2 separate regions of the Mus musculus genome follow, and region 2 is linked to region 1. The links are chromatin contacts, called in public promoter capture Hi-C maps. All regions are on one chromosome and are shown on one strand. Each heading gives the region's core, a stretch centred on a gene start, on an enhancer-like site or on the middle of the called end of the contact. The rest is flanking DNA. Distances are from core to core; before and after follow the strand shown.

Region 1 (4,116 bases), core at 526-3,025:
ATCATCTGTCTTTTGTTATAGGGACCTGGCTAAGAACATGGAGGGGTAAAAGGAAAGTTATTATTATTTTTAAAAATTTTTTATACTTCCTTTAGAAAGACTTCTCCTTTCCACCTCCAGCAAGTATTATGAATAGTTTTTTTTTTCTTTTGCAATAACATACTGAGGGGATTAGGTCATTCTTGGTACACAGGCCAAGAGGAGCCAATGGGGGTTTAAAGCAGGGGGGCTTTAAGTCTGAGTCTGTAAAGCTAGCATATGAGCTGTTAGCACTGTGACAGATGCCACACAGGGAGGGAGGGAGGGAGGGTTTGGTGTCGTGGAGACCAGCTGCAGTGTATCTGAGGGTCACATTAAACAACGAGCTGTTTTTGATCCTCTGAAATTTTCTGTTTCTGAATTATCTCAATAACAATAAAATACCTGGGGAGATGATCAAACATCTTTGCGTTGTTTATATAGATATTCTAAAAAATAAGTTATGTCTAGGGAAGGGAAGAGTGAGTAAGATTCAAGGTTAGTTCCCAGCACCTACCTTGGGTAGCTCACAATCACTTGTAACTACATCTTCAGGGCCCCAATGGCCTCTCTTGGTCTTTGTGGGTGTCTGTACTCCTATGCGTATGTGCGCGCAAACACACACACACACACACACACACACACACACTCACACACACACACTCACACACACACACACACACACAATTAAAAAATAAAATGAACTTTAAAAAAAAATTAAGTTATGCCTGTAAAAACCGCCAACTCTGTTTTATAAAGCCTGTTTACTATAGATGTTGTGGTCAAGGCTAAAGACCTGCAATGAATGTCCCAGAGAGCTCAGAACCCTGGCTCCTCCTTTAAACATGGATTCCCCTTTCCTTAGCCCCTCCCTTCATAGCAGCCCAAATCCTGAACAGGCTTTCCCTGACACCCGGGCTTTCTTACTTTCTGACTTCCACTCCTAGTTTCCCCGCTATTCCCCTGTTCCCTTTCAGCTTACTTGCCATGTTGTTTTTCTGTCAAACTTTAATAATAAAATTGTTCTAGAGCTTCCTTCTGAGTCCGTTTTAAAATTCTTTTATTAATGAGACTAAGAACGCAAAGGGAGATCGCCGTTTCCCTGGCAACAGATATTTCAGGAATGCAGACCAGGTATGGGGTTGTGGAAGAAGTCTGCAGTAAATTTCTACCTCCAGTGTAACATTTCATGGCTGCAGCCCAGGATACCGCGTTCAAGAAATACCGAGTGCAACGTGAAACCCAAAGGGTTCTTTTAGTAACTTACAGTAAAAAGAACTGGGCTTACGGGCTGGAGAACGTCTTTTGGCTCCCAGCGTGACAGGCTGCTAAATTAGACTGTCAGGGTTTGTCCTCCTTCCAAACCAAGTAAGTCAACCGTCTGTGCCCACCTTCCTGAGTCCCATGTGCGTTTCTATTCAAATCCTTCTCTAGAAAATCAAATTAGAAAGCTCAATTTCTGTAGCTCACAAAATTGTGCCCCACACAGAAGAAGGAACCGGGAAAGATTCCGAGTAAGAGACAGGCTGGGGAGATGGCCATCTGCTAAGAACCAGCGGTCTCTCCAGGGTCCCGCTCCGGTCATCTGCTGGGTGTTTGATTTGGCAAGAATCTGCAGAGAGGGCGCGGGCCTTCCTATCCCTGGAGACTCAAATTGCAGCAGCCCGAATTCCCGTGCCTCCTGCAGCCTGCAGCCTCCCTCCCGGAGCTGCCCTGCCATGGCCGCAGTTTTATAGATCTGCAAGGCAAAGATCAGAGCCACTCCCGAGGGTGGCCACCCGGGCTGGGCTGGGCTCCTCCCTAAACAAAGAGTCGCAGAACTCTCGGAGCTGCAGGGCTTCTGCGCTGGCGGAAGGCGCCAGGCTGGGTGATTGAAACCACATGTGCGGGAGGTCTGCGACAGCTGGGGGCAGACACCAGGGACCGGCGGCGGCCGCTGCTGCTGTAGCCTCTAGCGTTTCTTTAGTCCCTTGGGTTTCCAGCTAGAGCGACTGAGAGCACTAGACCACAAGCATCCTGGGAGGAGCACTTCCCCCAATAACAAAATAATTAGAAACCCCGAGGCCTGGGGTCTCTGCTTCCAAATGTACTGGACAGCATCAGACAACTTCTTGGTTTCTCAGTTGTGAAAAAGGCCCTAATTACCCTCCCAGGACACAGCAAAAGGGATGAGTCGTATTTGTGGGTGTGACGTCAATTTAACAAGGATAGCCACTACGCACGTGCACACGCACACGCGCGCGCACACAGGCACCCCAAAGTACTATTGACACTTATAAGCCTTTTTGAAGGTTTCACATACTCTATTGTTGTTGGGGTTTTTTGTTTTTGTTTTTGTTTTCGAGACAGGGTTTCTCTGTGTAGCCCTGGCTGTCCTGGAACTCACTTTGTAGACCAGGCTGGCCTCGAACTCAGAAATCCGCCTGCCTCTGCCTCCCGTGCGCCACCACGCCTGGCTCTCTATTGTTGTTGTTATTGCTATTATTATTATTTAGATTTATTTATTTATTTACTATATGTAAGTACACTGTAGCTGTCTTCAGACACACCAGAAGAGGACATCAGATCTCATTAAAGATGGTTGTGACCCACCATGTGGTTGCTAGGATGTGAACTCAGGACCTTCGGAAGAGCAGTCAGTGCTCTCAACCGCTGAGCCATCTCTCCAGCCTTATTATTATTATTATTATTATTATTATTATTATTATTACTACTACTAAACACTAATGTCTTCCTTGACCCAGGCCCTTCAACCCTCTCAAATAATTATTATTTTTGTTCTTGTTGTTTTTGTTCTTTGAGACATGGTTTCTCTGTATAGCCCTGGTTGTCCCAGAACTCATTTTGTAGAACAGACTGGACTTGAACTCAGAGAGCAGCCTGTCTATGTCTCCTGAGTGCTGGGGTTAAAGGCATGTACCACCACCAGCAACAAAATATTTTTTAGATTTACTTTTAGTATTTTATGTGTACAAGTGCTCAACATATTTGTACTTGGTACCCGAGGAGGTGGTCCTATGTGACAAGTAGGGCTCTTAACCACTGAGCCAACTTTCCAGCTCATAACTGTTATTAATTTTATAAATAGTTTCCCCTGTGTGGTCACAAGTACCAGCGTATGCACACAGGGGAAGATGAGCCTATACATTTAACTAAATGGGTATTCGTATGTGCGTGTTTGTAAGTCATTACAATCAGTAGTAAATTTTAAAAGATGTATTAACTTTTCTTTTGCCCAAGTGCCCGAGTGCATGCACACAGTCGATTGCGTAGTGCTCTTGGAAGTCAGAAGAGGGCTCAGATGCCCTGCATCTGCAGTTACAGATGCTCATGGGCCACCGTGTGGGTGCTGGGAACTGAACCTGGGTCCACGGCAGGAGCAGCGAATGCTTCTAACCACAGAGCCCTTTCTCTAGCTCCAGTTCTTGATAGATTTAAATACTTTTCCTAGACTATAACAAAGACTTACTTTTTACTCTGTGATTGAGTTTCTCATGTATCATGAGAAGGAGGGGCAGGTATGATAGAGGGATGAGCTAGGGAGCCCTACTGGGCCAAAACAGCAACAGCTCTTTCCACCAGCCCTCCGCACACTTTGTATGACCTGGTGCTGAGAATGCTCTCTCTCTCTCTCTCTCTCTCTCTCTCTCTCTCTCTCTCTCTCTCTCACACACACACACACACACACACACACACACACACACACACACACACACACACACAGTGCTGGGCTCAGCCTAAGTCCTTGCACACTCTAAGCAAATGTGCTCAGCCCTTTGCATTTGGGAGACTGAGGATCAAAGTGTTTCCTGGCGCATGAAAATGGCGTGAGATCCACTCATATTTCTCTACACAGGTCTATATTATGTAAAAATATCAAGATACATAACATCCCCGGGTCCAGAAATCCTCCCTATGCTTGGTTTTAGTCATCTTCCAAATCAACATTCCAACTTTCATTAGTATAGATTCATCTGACCTGCTTTGAACTTGAGAAATTATATGAAATTTAAATGCATTATGGTCTTCGGCGGCTTTTACTCAGTCAGGCTGAGTATTTGCAACAGAACTGGCCAAGTCTTCAAAGCCTGAGATGCT
Region 2 (4,116 bases), core at 1,209-3,708, 230 kb before region 1:
ATTTCCTGTCTTCTGTTATTAGTGAAGCAATGGGTCTGTAGATAGCTTGCTACTTGGAAGGTAGTTAGCTATTTAGATTTACTTATGTCTTTAATGGGACTATAATGTCCAGCATGTCCTTTCTTTGTCTTTGAAAATATTTTTGACAGTAAGGCATACTACACACTATAAATGTACGCCTTAAAGAAGTATTTAAAAAGAGCACCAGCCACTAAAGTCAAGAAATATTGTATCAAAAGCACTGTTCCCCATACCTTCTACAGCTGATCAGATCCTAATCTCCTAATCTTACATAAATTTCTAGTCTACTTGGCCTTTTTTTTTTTTAAGTTTTAGCTTTGCTGTGTGTGCATGCCTACAAACCCAGGAAATTTTTAGTAAACTCGTCTTTAATTTTTATGTTCCCACATTCTCCAGCTTGGATGCCGTATGAGATATTTTCCTCAAAGCTGTGGCAAAATGCCCGACAGTAAGAAGAGACGCTCATTTAGGCTTAAGGTTTCAGTCCATCAAGGTGAAAAAGGCATGGCCAAGTCTAAGGGACCAGCGTGGCACAAGCCCTTTACACCCTGGATCACTGGAAAGAGGAGAACTCAGCAATAGGCTCTAAGCCTCAAAGGCCAGGCCTAGCTTGGGAACCAGGTGTTCAAATCCAAGAACCCGAGTAGGACATTTCAAATTCATGCTATCAAGATGCATAAAAACACATTCTTCCTTTGGGTGAATGTCTAAAGCTGAGTCACTAGGAACTAAGGAGTGCCTGCACAGCCCAGACAATGTCAAATCCAAAGTGCTGCTAGTTCACACACCCAAGAGTCCTTCATCCTTATGTCTTTTATACACTTGGCCCTTGGAGCAGGCGTGTTTCTCTACTCTCTGTTCCTACGGGTGTTTTGGCTCTGAGGGCAGGATTTCACAGTACAGATCCTTCAGCCACTCCCTCTGAGTGCTGAGACTCCTAGGTGGCATCACCAACACATGGCCAACTTTTCGCCCTAAGATGACCGTGTGGTGAGTGTGCTCGCCTACGTGGCTTTAATTTCCCCTCTTCTGATTATTAACGAATTAAGTTCCTTTCCAATAAAGGGCAAATGCTTATTGGCCACTTGTTTTCTTCCCTCCGTCCTCTCCTTGTCTCTTTTTGCCTCCCTTCCATTCACTAACTGGCTCCTTTCTCCTACCCCAGCAGCATCACCGATGCTGGGCTCTCTCCCTGTTTTTCCTCCTCCGCAGAGTTGGGTTGGCTAGACCTGAGCATCCCGAGCCGAGCCGGGGTCTCCCGCGCCGCCGCTGAGCTGAGGAGCGCTGGGCCCGCGGCCCCGAGCGAGCGAGCGGTGTTGGCCACCGTCTCCAGGCAGCGGCGGGCGGGGCGGGAGCCGCCGGGGGAGCCGGGGCTGCGGAGGTTGCGGGGCCAGGGGCGCGGCTGCCCAGCGGTGCCGGCAGGTGACGGGCGGTTCCCGGCGGGTGGGAAGGGGCCGCGCGGGCGGGCTGTACGGAGAACTCAGGGGTGGGCGCGAGGGAGCCGGCACAGTCTGTGGTCTGGGAGGAAGGACCGCGCCCAGACAGGGCTGCGACCCCCCAGGCTGAGCAGCCCTGTCCCCAGCCCCTTGTCCCGGTCTCCAACCCACCACCTGTGGACCTTCAAACGCCCCCTGCAGCTTTCCTGACCCTTAGAAAGAGACAACGGGCGAAAACCCTGCGATCCCCATGGGGCAGCACCCCACCTGTTCCAAAAAGGGCAACTTTGGATCCACTGTTCATCCTAAATGGGCCTCCTTGTTCCCTGCCCTAGAGGATTTGACCCCAACCAGTGGCAGAGACAGAAGACCTTAGCAGGATCCAGAATTGGTGGTTTCTTAGTCCCTAGAGGACTTGCCCCATGCCTTCCTTGTTTACTAAGAAGTGGATTGGTCAGGAATCGCTAAGGCCCAACCGTTGCTTTCTTTCTTTCTTTTTTTTTTTTTTTTTTTTTTTTTTTCTTTTGGTACGGAGCATCACTAGCGAGTTAGTTACTCGTGAAATATAGCCCACTTAACTAAATTTATTCGAGTGATCAGCTCTTTTTCTATAACTCTCTTCCTCCCCCTAACCCCCTTAAGGTCAGGCCGCCACAGAAAACCCAATTTGGGGGAATATTTCGCTCTGTTCTTTCACATTCTTCACAAATTCTTCTACTCTCTCAACAACAACTACATTATTATCACTACTTTATTACTACGAAGAAATCCTGGGTTCTCATTTAAGAAAAGACAAAATGAATGATTTTAATTATTGATGAAAAACAGTTCTAAATGAACTGAGATTCCCTCCCCAACATCACCCCCTACCCCATCCCTACCTCCCCCACCCCCGCTTTGCTGGAGTTGTAGATTAAACCCCATTCATCATAAATGTGCTAGCAGTGAGCTACATCACATTCCCTGTTTTTTCAGGGTTTTTTTTTTTCAGCTTATTTTTCAAGACTCCAAGTACAGTGAGCTTTTAAATAACAAAGCTGGTGTTTATAGAGATTTAGATTTAAAATGTTTTCATGCTTGCTGCTCTCTAAAAATCATCCTGCAAAAGGAAATTGGTATTAAAATGTGGCAGAGCACAATGTGTATACTAAAGCAGAGACTGATTGCAGGCAAACTAACTGAAAATTAGGCAATGATATATTGGTCTACTAAGGGAGCTTGGAGTTCAGCAGAGACTGGCTCATGTTTGTTTAAGTATGAGCGCTACCTTTTGTCTGTCATGTTTGTAAAGGTGCTTTCATCCAAGGAGCAGACTGTGTCCTTGGAAACCCTAGCAACAAGGTCAATATAATAATAATTCAAGGAACAGGAATCAGGTCAAGGTATTTTTAATTAAAAACTGGATTTGTCAAAAGAACATGAGCCAGCCAGTCAAAACAAATTTGAGCGTAGCCTCCAGTGGTAAAGCTCTCTCTCTCACACACACACACATACACACACACACACACACACTACTGCATAAAGGCAGTGACACACACACACACACACACACACACACACACACACACACACACTACAGCATAAAGGCAGTGAGAGAGAAAATAAACCAAAAGAGAAACCCTGGGTAGCAGTGGAAGGCAATCACCTTCCAGTCCTGTGCTGATTCAGAGCACTTGTTCTGTAAACCATCTCATGGGTCACTAGAGGAGCCTTTGGCGACCCTGAGAGTTCCCTTGGAATCACACTCCTACATACTTAACAAGGGACACCTCGACTCCTAGCTGAAATGCAGACCAGCCTCCCCTACTCAAGAGTAGCACCTATTCCAGGTAGGTGACAGCCAGCCTCTGCTTTGAGTCGCTCTGAGACAGGATTCACAGACCTTTTGTTAAACAGTTTCAGTTGTTTGTTTGTTTGTTTGTTTGTTTGTTTGTTTGTTTTAGATAGGGTCTCATGCAGCCCAAACTGGCCTCCCTCCAATGCCTGGTCTTCCTCCTTCCCCCTCTGAAGTGCTTAGCTTACCAGCATTCACCAACCTTGTTTCCTGAACATTTTAAACCGTTATTGTCACATGGTTGTCGTTTAACCCTGAGCTGAGGTTGATCTCCATATAATGGCCACCTGGTTGTACACTCCTCTCTAGCAGCATCCTGGATAGCAAAAGCCTTTTCTAAATGCTGGAGCCTGCTTATATCCGTCTGGGAAAGAAACAGTCTGTATATTACAGTGACGGTGGGGAAGCCATGCTTTTCTCTCCTTTACTTTGTAAATGGTAAGCCATGAACCTGTCTGAGTGCATCTGTGGCTGCTGCTGAACAAGATGTGTACACACACACACACACACACACACACACACACACACACACACACACTTGCCCTGAGCATTTGAAATAAAGCCACCAAAAAGCACTGCTCACAATTAACTGTTTGGCTTTGTTCCGGCTTGTTTGTAAGAAGCCCTTAGAAGCTGGAAAGAGAATCGGCTTTCAAGCAGCCATTTGATTTCCTCAATAAAACCTCATTCGATTGCTCAGGCTGCTTATGAGCCCTAAATCAGATGTGTTTCTACAGAGAGAAAAACAATCATTTTTCCAATAGGCCTTCCTTGCTCATACACTCAAAAGGGTGCATTCAAAAGCCTGCAGATAATATAACAAGG

What was found. Promoter capture Hi-C pulls out the DNA fragments that hold promoters and counts their contacts.
Region 2: a contact with region 1 is called in a promoter capture Hi-C map of trophoblast stem cells, with 2.5 times the contacts expected there. The contact joins the promoter of Jhy here to the enhancer-like site in region 1. A contact is called at or near these places in 2 of 39 promoter capture datasets (the C10 cell line and trophoblast stem cells).

What each region holds. Positions count from the first base shown.
Region 1 is chr9:40,728,615-40,732,730 of GRCm38.p6, reverse strand. The region is part of intron 1 of Clmp (CXADR-like membrane protein); the gene reads right to left. Among named protein-coding and RNA genes, the nearest start is that of Clmp, 45 kb to the right of the region's middle. RefSeq lists an enhancer at 324-2,954. Within about 2 kb of position 1,775, at least 194 of the 459 cell types and tissues checked have an H3K27ac peak or open chromatin away from gene starts, as enhancers often do. A contact at or near this core is called in trophoblast stem cells, where this site is marked.
Region 2 is chr9:40,961,376-40,965,491 of GRCm38.p6, reverse strand. It overlaps Jhy (junctional cadherin complex regulator), which reads left to right and starts at 2,458. Exons shown (of 9, transcript NM_001357360.1): 1 at 2,458-3,286.